Linked DNA regions of Sus scrofa: region 1 is linked to region 2. The links are chromatin contacts, called in public Hi-C maps. All regions are on one chromosome and are shown on one strand. The core of a region is the stretch at or near the end of the contact, and the rest is flanking DNA. Distances in the headings are between cores, read along the strand shown. Region 1 overlaps AUTS2 (AUTS2, activator of transcription and developmental regulator). Region 2 overlaps AUTS2 (AUTS2, activator of transcription and developmental regulator).

Region 1 (6,087 bases), core at 3,195-5,694, 400 kb after region 2:
CATTTACCCAAAGGGGAGGAAGGACAGATGCCGTACTCCTACCCTTGTTTGTAAGTGCGTATTACAAAGCCCACATGGTAGAGTTCCCACCAGGGCGCCGTGGGCTAAGAATCCGACAGTAGCGGCTCCGGTCAAGGCAGAGACGTGGGTTCAATCCCTGTCCTGGTGCAGTGGGTTAAAGGATCTGGTGTTGCCGCAACTGTGGCTTGGATTCGGTCCTTGGCCCAGGAACTTCCATATGGGGGTGCAGCCATTAAAAAAAATGGGGTTCCTGCTGCGGTGCAACAGGATGGAAAACATCTCTGAAACTCTGGGACGCAGGTTCCGTCCTCCGCCCATGGGTTGAGAATTTGGCTTCTCCACAGCTGGCCTGGGGACTCCATATGCGGCAGGGTGGCTGGAAAAGAAAGAAGGGAAAAAAAACCCACATTTTAGGTCATTAGTCGTGTGGCCTTTTCTCCCCTTTGCCTTGTTAGATTCTGAGAGAACAGTTTTGTCCCCTCACGGCCATGAGTGATGGGAGAATGAGGCCCGCTGACCCTTCACGAAGGGGACGCGCAGGGTAGCTCCTTGTTGTTGGACGCCTCTAGGACAGGCTTCCAGGAGAAATGGAAAGACCTTGGGATCTCAAAGCAGGGGGCGTCCACTCTGGGCGTGAACTGCATGTCGCTGCAGAATTCCTGGCTTGTAAGTGGACATGTGTGTCCTTTGAGCCCGAGTCATCAGGGCAGCAGCTAAGCGGTACAAGCCCTGGCTCTTTTAAAACTCCAGTCAGGCTGGGTCCAGGGAAGCATTTTTGCCAGAGTTCTCGGTTCCTTTGGGGGCACCATCCCACTATGTCACCTGAGCCTCACCTCAGACAAGGCACTGTTTGTTTTGCGCAATTCAGAGTCCAATCACCTGGACTTCACTACCTGCAAAACTGAGGTCATAAACGCAGCGCCCCAGGCTCCTTTGCAGCTCGGACGTGACCGGCCACGTATTGGCACCTGGCAGCTTCCTCCGTGTCTGTGGGGGATGCGCCACAGTGTGGCCTCAGTAAGATTCTGTGTTCAGCTTAAGGGGGCAGAGACAGACGGTGTGGCAGCGGGTGTCCTGTGCTCCAGGCACTGCCGGCCCCCACCCTCAGCATGCCCTGGCTGCTTCGTGACCAGGAGTCCAGAGTTTATGGGGAAGATAAAAACTCTGAGGAAGGGGGAGGGGAGAGGCTGACACTGAGCAAATCCCCCACCCACCCCCTTTATGGAGCAGGCACCGGGCAGGTGTTAGTTGGGTAGACCCTCACCACGGCCACATGAGGTGCGCAAGAGGGACGTGGCCTCTGACCAGTGAAGCTCAGAACCAGGATTAGAAGCAGGCACCCAGCTCTGAAACCTGCGCTGTTTCCTATGTTGCTCCATCTTCTCTCGAACTCCCCAGAAGCCTTTGTGCCGTGCTGCAGGAGGCGCAAGGAGGCACTGGGGGGGGGGGAGGGCTTCCTGGAAGTGGCGGCAGCAGAACCGTATCCTGAGCGATGCCAGGCTGAGCAGGGTGCCCACCTTGGCTTCTGAAGCACAGTCAGAACCACGTACCCGCTGGGCACCCAGGTGTTGTCTGGGCCTCCACTTCTTTGTCAAATGGGCTCAGAGCAGCCGCATTACAGAGTTACAGTGTGAGCAGACTTGGGAGATGCCAGCTCTGTGCCTAGTTGGTGCCTGGTCAGTCCTGCATTCTGCACTCTGCGAAGGCGCAGACTCACAGAATGATCGAGCGTGCCCAGGAGAAGCAAGATTGGTGCACCCAGCAGCTAGGGGAAGGGAAGCGGGTAAGTGGTGACAAGGAGTCTAGGAAGGCGTTTGGTGTCAGGTCAAAATGCACCTGGAACACCTGCTGGATTAGCTCAGAGTTTGGGTTTGGTTTGATGCGATGGGGCGGAGAAATGGGACGGTGAGGTTTTCCATGGAGGAAGCAGCAGATGAAGATCAGAAAAGTCACCCTGAACGGTCTATGTGGCTTAAAGACAGAAAGAGGAAGGTCTTGTTCCCGAGGGGCACGGCGGTTGTATAACTCCTCGGCTTCTGGAACAATGCCTCTAATAATAGCAGTAGGAACACCTTGAATTGCTGCAGAAATTAGCACCCAAAATGTTTGTACTTACTCTCCCTTCAAAGCTTGAAACCACCTCCTTGAGAGGGGCAAGACACAGGGATTCTTCTCAGGTACGTACCACTGTGAGCCTGCCTGAGTGATTCCAGGCCGACTGTGGGCCCAGCGGTGGGATCTGAGTGTCCACCCCGCCCCCAACAGGCTTCCCACCGTTTCCTCTCACCTGCACATCCTCTCCCAGCCTGCACTTCATCCTCTCCCAGGCACTGTCGGTAATGATAACGCGGATGATGCTAATAATGAGCAAAGGAACAGCTGTCGTTTATAGAGCATTACTTACCACGCGCCAGGAACTTGCTGCTGGTTTTACTTCGTTTTGTGTAATCTCTTTACAACCAAAAAAAATGCAAGGTAATACGATCACTTACCCAAGAACACATGATGAGGATGTGGGCCTTGGGGTGGCACCCTTCCTGGGTCCCAGTGGCTCATTTGCCAGGTGAGGCGTTGTCTGTAATGTCACACAGTCCTCCCTGGCGTCCGGGGGCGGGTGGAGGTGAGCGTGGGTTGTTAGGACATCAGGGGCCTGACCTGCTTCAACTGGAGTAGCTTGACTTCTGTCCGTTTCATAGATTTGCCTTTCTCCAAAGACTTGACTTAGAAAAAAGTGTTCTTCAGGTAGCTTTTTAAAAATTGGGTTTTTTTTTTTAGGAGTTTGTGTTGTGGCTCAGCTGGTTAAGGACCCGACATTGTCTCTGTAAGGATGTGGGTTCGATCCCTGACCTCGCTCAGAGTATTAAGCATCCAGTATTGCTGCGCTGTAGGTCAAAGATGCCATTTGAATCCGGTATTGCTGTGGTAGGCCTCGGCTGCAGTCCCGATTTCTATGGAAGTCCCAGGAACTTCCATGTGCCACAGGTGTGGCTATAAAAATAATAATAATAAAATAAAAATACATTTTTTATGTACCACATCTTCTTAATCCATTTATTTGTCAATAGACATTTAGGCTGTTTCCATGTCTTGACTATAGTGCTGCTGTGAAAATACAGGTGCATGGAGTTCCCGTCGTGGCACAGTGGAAACAAATCCAACTAGGAACCGTGAGGTTGTGGGTTCGATCCCTGACCTCGATCAGTGGGTTAAGGATCTGGCATTGCCGTGAGCTGTGGTGTAGGTCATAGACGCAGTTTGGATCTGGCGTTGCTGTGGCTGTGGTGTAGGCCGGCAGCAACAGCTCCGATTAGACGCCTAGCCTGGGAACCTCCATATGCCTCGGGTGCGGCCCTGAAAAGACAAAAGACAAAAAAGTGAATAAATAAATACAGGTGCATGTATCTTTTTGAATTGTAGTTTTGTTGGGATATATGCCCGGGAGTGGAATTGCTGGATCATGTGATAGCCAAGGGGGAGAGGGGAGCGGGTAGGATGGACCGGGAGTTTGGGGTTAGTAGATGCAAACTATTCCATTTAGAACAGATAAGCAATGAGAAGATCCTGCTGTAGAGCACAGGGAACTGTATTCAGTCTCTTGGGATAGACCATGGTGGAAGATAATACAGCAAAAGGAATGTATATATATGTATGACTGGGTCACTTTGCTATACAGTAGAAATTGGCACAACACTGTAAATATTTTCATGAAAAAAGGAAAAAAAAACATTTTTTAAAGCAATTAAAGGAAGTTGGAATGATAGGTAACTATTAGGCTGGCCAGGTGGGATAGGTACATGATAAAGCAAATTTAATCAAATGTTAAGTAGAAGGACACCGGTGTCGGGTATGTGGGGGGTGTTCGCTGTAAAGTTCTTTCCGCTTTTCTGTGTTTGAAATTTTTCTGATACATATTACTGAGTAGGTGATTTCCGAAGACCCTTCCAGATTTTTTTAAAATGCAGCTCCCTGTGTCCCATTGCTGTCTCAGTGTACAACTACGAGAAGGCACAGACCTGGATCCCGTGTTGGGCTGTGCCATTGTAAAAAACTGAAGAAAACAGAGCTGAGGAAAACAGAATCTGTCCTCAGTCACTTTGGTCCCTAGCTGCCTACTCGCGACGTTGGAAGTGACCAGTTTGGTTCCTTTCAGACACTCCCCTGGAAAGCTGTTTGTCTGTAGTTCTCCGGATGAAAGAAGGGTTTAGGCATAAAAGCATCTCCTGTTTCAGGGCAGTGAGTCCTTTGGATCCATCCCCAGTGGAGGTTTCTTAAAGCTCTCCAGCCCCAATAAAGACACAGTGTTCCCATTCACCCACCTTGGCAGAGGCTTAGGAAGAAAGAGGCGAGAAACACTCACTCAGTAAGACCTAGAAGCTTTCGCAAACCCCAGCAGAGGGCACAGTCTTTACCCCTGGGGCCTGGTCCTAGCACTTTGTTACCCTTCTTCCTCCCGCTGACCTCTTCCTGCAGCCTGACAGGGCGATTCGTGCCCCTTTGCCAGGGCCGCAGAGCACGTGTTGCAATGCACAGTGGGTGGACTTTGTCCAGCCAGTTATTAGAGTAACCTTGTCAGCACTTTCCGGGGAGTTTAGCAGGGAGTTGTGCCAAACTAAGACAAAGCTGCGCATTGAGCAGCCTCGGATGGCTGATGAGCTTGGGAGTGCCGGTTAATTGACAGGAGCTGCACTTGTCAGTCTCTTCAGGCCATGGAAGTGGATCGCTTGTCTTTTCCTCCCTTCCGCAGGCCTTCCTCCTCCGCTTGTTGGTGGGTTCAGCATGGCCTCGCCTCTGCACCCAGCACACCTCCCACCTTTGTTCTTGTGTGTTTACTGAGGAATTCGTCTCACTGTGCTGGGATGGAAATGGTCTATTAAAACACTCAGGCAGGACAACACGGAGAGGGAGGAAGGAGGATGAAGGCTGGCAGAAGGAGGGAGGGAGTCATGTGCTGGTTTAATTGGTTCTTTCACCTAATGGTATTTTGTCAATTAAGGAGATACTTAGAGAGAGTGGAATTAATCCATATGGGTCAAAAGCAGCTATTAATTTTTAATCAAAGCAAAATGTTCAACAAATTGTGGCTCTGCTCATACCAATGCAAGCTTGCCACCAGCCTCTTCCCGAAGGATTTAGAGGCAGTCCCAAGAAAAAAATGGGGTGGGGGATGCTCTTAGTTTAGAAAAGATGTGCCTCCTCGCATAGCCCCCTCCCCAAGGTGAGCTCCTCAAAGCTCCTCCATCCTGGTTCTTCAGCATCTATTGCAAATCTTGAGACACAGTAGATACCCACGGATGTTGCTCTTCTGGGGCTCTTTGAATCCCCATCATGTATATCGCTCTGAGGCATTTCCAGCAGGTTTTAGGCATAGCATCTATCCTCTAGGAACTTCTGGTCTGGTCGAAGAGGTATTGGTGAGGCCACTACAGAGTCGTTCGGAACAACATCTGAGCAGGTGCCACCCTGTGTGACAAACCGTATGAAGGCTGGCATTTGTTGGGCCGCCACTGTATGCACTCTGCATAGACCAACTCCATTCATCTCTACCATGACGCAGTGCAGGAGGCATCATTTTTTCCATCCCCATCTGAAAGGCCACTGGGCGCAGAAAGTTTAGGTAACTTGCCCAGTGTCTCACAATTACCGGTTAGCCTGCTAGAGGCTTGCATTACCCAGTATTGTCATTGCCAGCGTGATCCCAAGAAAGCGGGTGAGAGGCAGTGCTGACGGCTCCTGGAGGGCGGTTAAAGGATGAGCTGATGTTTTTGGAGTTCCCATCAAGACGCAGCAGAAATATGACTGGTATCTATGCGGATGTGTGTTCGATCCCTGGCCTCACTCCGTGGGTTAAGGATCAGGCGTTGCCATGAGCTGTGGTATAGGTCACAGACGTGGCTCAGATCGTAGGTTGCTATGGCTGTGGTGTAGGCCAGCAGCTACAGTTCCGATTCAACCCCTAGCCTGGGAAGTTCCATATGCCTTGGGTGGAGCCCTAATAAAAGCAAAAAAAAAAAAAAAAAAAAAAAAAGAAAGAAAGAAAAAAGGATGAGCTGATTTTGGAAGGCACCG
Region 2 (6,830 bases), core at 3,410-5,909:
AATATCCCCCACTAGGCTGTCCATTTATTACAGTCATCATATCGGCATTGACACTTTGTCATCACTCAAAGGCCATAGTTTACATTAGGGCCCACTCTTGGTATTATACATTCTGTGGCTTTTGAAAAATATTGGATGACATGAGTCTGTCATTGTTGTATCATACAGAGTAGTTCCCCTGCCCCCAAAGTCCTCTGTACTCTGCCTGTTCACACCCCCATCCTCTTCCCAATCCCTGTCAGCTCCTGGTCTATTTACTGTCTCCTCAGTTTAGCCTTTTCCAGAAGGTCACATAGTTGGCATTATGTGGTATGTACCATTTTCAGTTTGACTTCTTTCACCTAATAATGATGCATTCAAGTTTCATCCATGTGTTTTTATGGTCTGATAGCACATTCTTTTTGGCAATGAATAATTTCCTTGTCTGGATGTACCTCAATTTTATTTATCCATTCACCTGGACATACGGATTTCTTCCAATTTGGGGCAGTTATGAATAGAGCTGCTATGAATATCCATGTCCAGGTTTCTGTGTGGAGATCTTCACTCTTCTTAATTTCAGATTTATCAATATAAGAGTTATTGCGGGAGTAATTTGGGAACTGGGAGTGTGGTAATGCTGTTTGAAAGAGACGGCATCTGAGTAGAACCATGTGGGGTGCACTGGTTTAGACACATAGATTGGAGCAGGTACATTCTGCTGTGAAGTTTCCCTTTCTGCCTGAGTACACAGTTAAGTGTTAGGGACATTGTGGATGGTATGCTTTTAATTCCTTGAATGATGGGCTACAGAAGATGGATTTCCTTAGTGAGGCCATGAGAGCCATGGCAGATTTTTGAGGTGGTAAGTGATGAGTAGTATTACTTATTTAAGCAGCTAGTTAAGCCTTCATTTGATGTTGCTTAGGTCAAGATGATTGACTTAAAAGTTATCAAATGACATTTATTAATCAGTACTTTATCATCATAATAGTTCACCAGTTTAGGCTAACCTTTCCTATCATTTGTCCAAGTTAATGAGATCTTACTAAAATGGGAAAGAGAAACCTTTCAGTGCTGTGTCTTTAGTTCTGATAGTCAAGATTGTTTTTCACATAAAACTCCACAGGACATACAACCATATGTTTTGACATTTAGGGTCCACAGGTTGAATTGTATTGAACTAGGGGCTCTATACCACAAAAATGTTTTTGTGCAAGTTCCTTTTGCTGTGCTTCCTTTCTTGCATTTGAGCAAACAGTCTGAAATTTTACTTAGGCAGAGAATTGCTAGATGGAAAGAAGAACGTTATATAAGGGAAATTAAGTGGGCAGGAAGCTATGCTTCCCAAAGAGGAGAGATTTTGAACATAGAGGAGAAAACTATCAAAGCAAAAGGATGGCAGCATCAGCTTCACTTGGGAACTTGTTAGAATGCACTTTCTCAGACTCCACCCTAAGCAAGTCTGTGAGTGGGACCCAGCAATCAGTTTTAAGTGAGAACTGCTGCTGTAAAGGCATTGGGGATTAAGGTGGTGGGAAGTGGTGGCTTTCGCTGCAAAAGAGAGGGGACAGATTGTCCTACTAGTTACTGTTTATTGACCACTTACTTTGTAATGTGTATTCTACAAAAATAGCACATGTAATCTCAGCCCTAGGAAGTGTGATATTATTTTATAGATGTGAAAAAAGAGGAGTTCAAGAAGCAGCACAGGAAAGATTTGCTGAAACCTCTCTGACTATAAACTCTGATCTTTGTGAACTTTGCCAGGCCATCAGGACATATAGATTCTGTAATCTCCCAGAAGGTATCAGGGGGGCTCAAGCCATACCACCCCAAGCCTTACCTTCCTCCCTCTTCTTTGCTCACTCTGCTGCATTCCCCAGTCTCCTAAGGCAGGTGTTCCCTCCTCCTTGCATCCAGGGGGCCCTCTGATCTAGTGAAGAGAGCAGAGCTTGAGCGATAGGAACCTGGAATTTCCATCTCTCTAACTTCTGTGAACAAATCTTGGGACTCTATACCTGCCCTTTGGCATCTCGATACCTCACTTTTATCATCTGTAAAATGAGTTAGATGGATCTTTAGGTTCTCTTAAAAATTTTTATCTGGATCTAACACTTGATTACAGGCAGATGGTCAATCTAGGTGACCTCTCGAGAGTTCATTCTGGCTCAGTACTGAGAGGAGTTTGATATTGGAAATAATAGAATCGTGCTTATGTGTAGGAGGAAGACGTTGATTTGGGGTACTGGTGTGGTGTTCAAATGAAATCTTAGCTGTTAAGAACCTTGCAGAGTGCTTGACATATGTGGAAGGTGCATATTTCATAAAAGATAGTTCTCCAACCCCAAAGCAAAACAACCTCATTCCTAATTCTGGCATTTTCTCCCTCTGATTTTAAACAGGTTAGTATTTTAATTTTCTTGAGAAGGGAGTAACACATGTAAGATGTATTAAAATATTAAGTTAATCAAAGCTTCCTGTTAAAGATGGAGATCAAGAATGGGGTATTATATGACCCAATAAGTAAAGCAAATAGGTCATTATATTTGCAAAAAAAAAAAAAATGTGTTATCCCTGGACTATGGGTAGTATTTTGTAATAATAGCAGTTTGAAAAGATATTACTATAACATAAATAAAACATACTTAAGGTAATATTCTGCTAAGTACTATATGGACATAGAATACTTAATGCTTTAATATCATGGTTTGACAAAAGAAACTTCCTAATGGATTAGCCATTTATTTTGTGTACTTGGGACCTGCCTGTGGGTAGAATTCAAGAGTTATTTATTTCCTCATTTCTCTCACTATATTTCCTTTTATAGAGAGAAAATGTTTTTACTTTTCATTTGAAATATTTTTTTTCTGAAAACATTCTGTAAATTCAGTTACTTTATGTACTTTCTATAGCAATAAGACATATTTATCCCGATACACAATACACATTGGTTTTTTTTTTTTTTTTTTTTAACAAGTTCCAATTTTTTTTTCCTAAGGTGGTTTGATCATTCGACAGTGATATTTATGCCATTTTGACAGGTCTAAATTGGGGCCCATCTCTCATTTTAAACAAGTTCCTAAGCTCTTGGAATCTGTGAAATAGCTGGTCATTGTCATATTTAATACAGTTTGGACTTGCCCGTCAGTGTTATTGTAAGTGATAAGTTGCTCTGCTGTTTTAGGATACGAGGCCAGGTGTTGAAGTCCCCGCAGGTAGAGTTTGAAGAGGAACTGGCTTGTGTACTGGGAGGTGGAAGACTCAGGCCTAAACCCTTCCTGCCAATATTACTTTCCAGGACAACCTTTTCAGTCTTTCTTATTAGGTCATCTGTGGGGATCATATCTTCTTTTTCTGAGGGTAGGAGACTCTTGGTTTCCCTCTGATAAGGAGATCTGTGATTCCTTGCTTCCCATGTGAAGCCAAGAATCCTTTGTATGAGTTGTAAGCTACAAAGTGAGCACTTTGCATCTTGTTTGTGTGTGAGCGTCCGCACAGGTAAAGGCTTCTCCCCCTTCCCCCATCACCCCTGCAGCTTGATGGACACTGGCAGGCACACCACATTTGGCATTTGCAGATCCGCCTCGTTTTCAGCAGATGCCGTCACCCACCATTTGGATTTACAAGGTAAACAAACCAAGGGATGGATGTTTTTCCTGGCTGCAGAGTTTTTTTTTTCTCCCCCCTTCAAAATGGTTCACCCTAGGTGTCTTTAAAATAGCAAGTTATTCTGCTGGATTTAGATGGGATTTTATATATAAAAATTCCATTTACACACTTAACAGGAGGTTGTGTTTGTAGAGCAGAGTGATTAATAGCCAGGTTCTGGAGTCTTAACCCTGAGCCAGGTTAGGATCTCAGCTTTCCTACTTTCTGGCTGTGTGAATCCTGGGCATGTCAGTTAGGGCCTCTTAGCCTCAGTCTCCTCATGGGCAAACCAGGGATCCTCGCATCTCGTGGAGAACACTCTTAGATAACACTCTGTAGAGTATGAGGACAGTACAAACAAAAAGTGCTCTGAGATTAGGAAAGTCTCAGCTATCGAACAGCACCCCTTTGGCAGTGTCCCTTTGAGTTGTTGTGTGCCTGCCCTCCCTTCCCTTCTTTGGATGTGTTTGTAAACTTGAAGAGAACGGTTCAGAAAAGAGCTCACGTTCCTGCTTGGTCGCATTTCTTCTGTTCTGTGGCTTGACATGATGGATGGTCAGGAGGGCCTGCAGAAAATCAAACCATGAATTACCCTGCCTTGGGTAACGACAATGGTTCGGGTGGCAGCCGCCTAATTTTTCTTTGACTTTTCTCTTCTCCAGGCAACAGCAAATAGAGGGGGAGGCAAGAATATGCCTTTTAATTACTGCGTTCTAAATTCTTGGAATGGGCATCGTCTGTTTTCTCAGGATCAGACTAGAAGGCGTCATTTTACTACAGAAGAGCCAAGAGCCAAGACTTGTCCTGAATGGATGTGGCTTCGGCAAAGCATTTTTAGCTTAAGAAATGAAAGCTTTGGATCGTATTCAGCGTCTGTGCTTCACCAGGCCGCTCTTTATCCTTTTAGTGAGTCCCATTTGTCTGTCCTCTGTCAAGGGCTCGTGTACACCATGCTGATTTAGTACTAACTGGGGAGATTAGAAATGCCTTCCCTGGCGCTGTCAGCTAAACCTGAATCAGTGTCTGTGTACTCTGACCCATCCACTCAGAGAGGTTTACCCTTTGCTCTACTGCTCACTCTAATAGGCAGAAAAGCTCAGCTCACCCCAGCTTTTATACAGAGGTCAGCTCCAGAAATAGCTCCTTTAACACAGCAATGGAAGCAACACAAATCCAGCCAGCAGATAGTATACAATGGCTGCTTTTAGGCCTTGGAACAAAAGAAAGTAGTTTATCTTGTCTGCACACCGCTCTACTGATACTATTTTCTCTTTGCTGGAGAGTTTATCATTGCTGGGAGCCAAGGCCTAGATTTCCTTCATTCAAATGCCTTCCAAGGGGGAACTGTTTGGTGCATGGGTCATTGTGTTTACTCAGGATTGTAATTTAGGGGTAATTTGGTCATATAGACCCAAGGGTAAATGTGATATTTGATTGATCCGGATGGAAGTCACACCTCCAAAATGCATGGTGAAACTCTTTCAAGAGTCTTAACCTGGGGGATGTATGTCCCCTCTTGAAATTTTGCCTTAGAGCTAGCAATTCTAACCTTACAGCTCCATATGACTTTCAAAACCATGTGAACTTGAGCTGGTAATATCGTGAGTTGCTTCATCCTCTGTTCCTGTCTCCTCAGGTAGAAAATATTACTTTATCAGTGGGTTACATTTCTTTCTCCTCCAAGATTTAACTTAGGGTCTGTTCTATTCATACTTAAAGCCCAGAGCAATGGTAGGTACTTACTAATTATTGAATAAGTGAGTGAATGAATGAATAGACAAATGATTGAAAATGAATGAATGGCAAAGTGAACAAAGATTTGAAGTATATGCCTGGGCATCTCTTTATGTTTGTGTGTGAACAGCGCCCTAATATAGCACCTGAGCAAATAACTTTGAGGAACTTATACTGTCTCATCACCTTCATCCGACTTTCCTATCAACACCAACCAGACACATTTTGGTGATGTATTATTGCATTTCACTTTTTATTTCTTTGCCTCCCCCATGATAAAAAGAAAATTAAACAGCCAAACCAGTACATTAAATGAACTGAAAGCAAGGTCTCATCTATCTTTTGTCTAGCAAAACTCAAGGCAAAAAATGTTGTCTTGGCTAAAAACTTTGTTGGCCAGATCCTTTTCTGAATTATATTTTGACTAAAAAAGAATTAAGTCTTATAAGCTCAGTTGATTGCTTCAGTGATGTTGCTGACAGATCTTTGCATTCTGCAGGAATAGTTGGTGCCATAATAATAAAAAATAAATGTAGATAATTTTGCCGTAATTTCAAAGTGATTTTGTAAAATCATGGTTCAGAATCACTTGTAGGATGTGTTGCAATTTTTACTTCAGAAGCACATACTTATAAGGCAATTGAAGTTACTTTTGACTAGTTTCTCAAGTGATTGATCATAAATTATGAAATTTTAACTTATTAAGTTATTTTAAAAAGAGATAATTTTAAAGCATATGCTGTTTTATTTTGGAGATAAATAGTCCTTTCTCTCTACCCAGTAAAAAGAGTTTTGATTTTCATTTCTCTCAAGGGAAGACAAATATTTGAGGTTATCTTTGATGGAGGAAATAAAAACTGGATGTCTTTTGTCTGTGTATAATAATCACCCTTACCAACTATTTCTCAAGTTTCATTTAAAAACCTTACTTTCCAGATCTTAACCCAGGGGATAATTTTAAGAATCTCAAAGTCTCTTTTATTTTTTCTTAAACTTTTTGAAACTCACTTTCTTATTTCCCTGAGAGTCTTCTTTGGAATGAGGATAATAATGATAATAATATATTTATAATAATATATAATAATAATTATTATTATTATTAATTGTTTTTTAGGGCCACACTCGCAGCATATGGAAATTCACAGGCTAGGGGTCAAATCAGAGGTGCCGCCTACACCACAACCACAGGAATGCAGGAGTTGAGCCACACCTGCAACCTATACCACAGCTCATGGCAATGCAGGATCCCCAACACACTGAGCAAGACCGGGGATCAAACCCGCATTTTCACGGATACTAGTTGGATTCGTTTCCGCTGCACCACAACAGGAACTCCAAAGATGGGAATTAAGTATCTAAGAGTGTAGTACATGTAATATGTAAAGAAATGCAATTAAAAGTAACAAAGAGATGCCATTTTTAAACTTATTAAATTGACAATATTTGTAGAAATGATACTAGTCACT

The links. A called contact is a pair of places that touch in the nucleus more often than the background predicts.
Region 1: a contact with region 2 is called in a Hi-C map of liver, with 1.7 times the contacts expected there. The contact joins two enhancer-like sites. A contact is called at or near these places in 2 of 47 Hi-C or Micro-C datasets (liver and skeletal muscle).

Annotation. Positions count from the first base shown.
Region 1 is chr3:14,482,762-14,488,848 of Sscrofa11.1, forward strand. All of the region lies in intron 5 of AUTS2 (AUTS2, activator of transcription and developmental regulator), which reads left to right. Among named protein-coding and RNA genes, the nearest start is that of GALNT17, 540 kb to the right of the region's middle. Within about 2 kb of position 4,445, at least 8 of the 83 cell types and tissues checked have an H3K27ac peak or open chromatin away from gene starts, as enhancers often do. A contact at or near this core is called in liver, where this site is marked.
Region 2 is chr3:14,078,537-14,085,366 of Sscrofa11.1, forward strand. All of the region lies in intron 2 of AUTS2 (AUTS2, activator of transcription and developmental regulator), which reads left to right. Among named protein-coding and RNA genes, the nearest start is that of AUTS2, 520 kb to the left of the region's middle. Within about 2 kb of position 4,660, at least 15 of the 83 cell types and tissues checked have an H3K27ac peak or open chromatin away from gene starts, as enhancers often do. A contact at or near this core is called in liver, where this site is marked.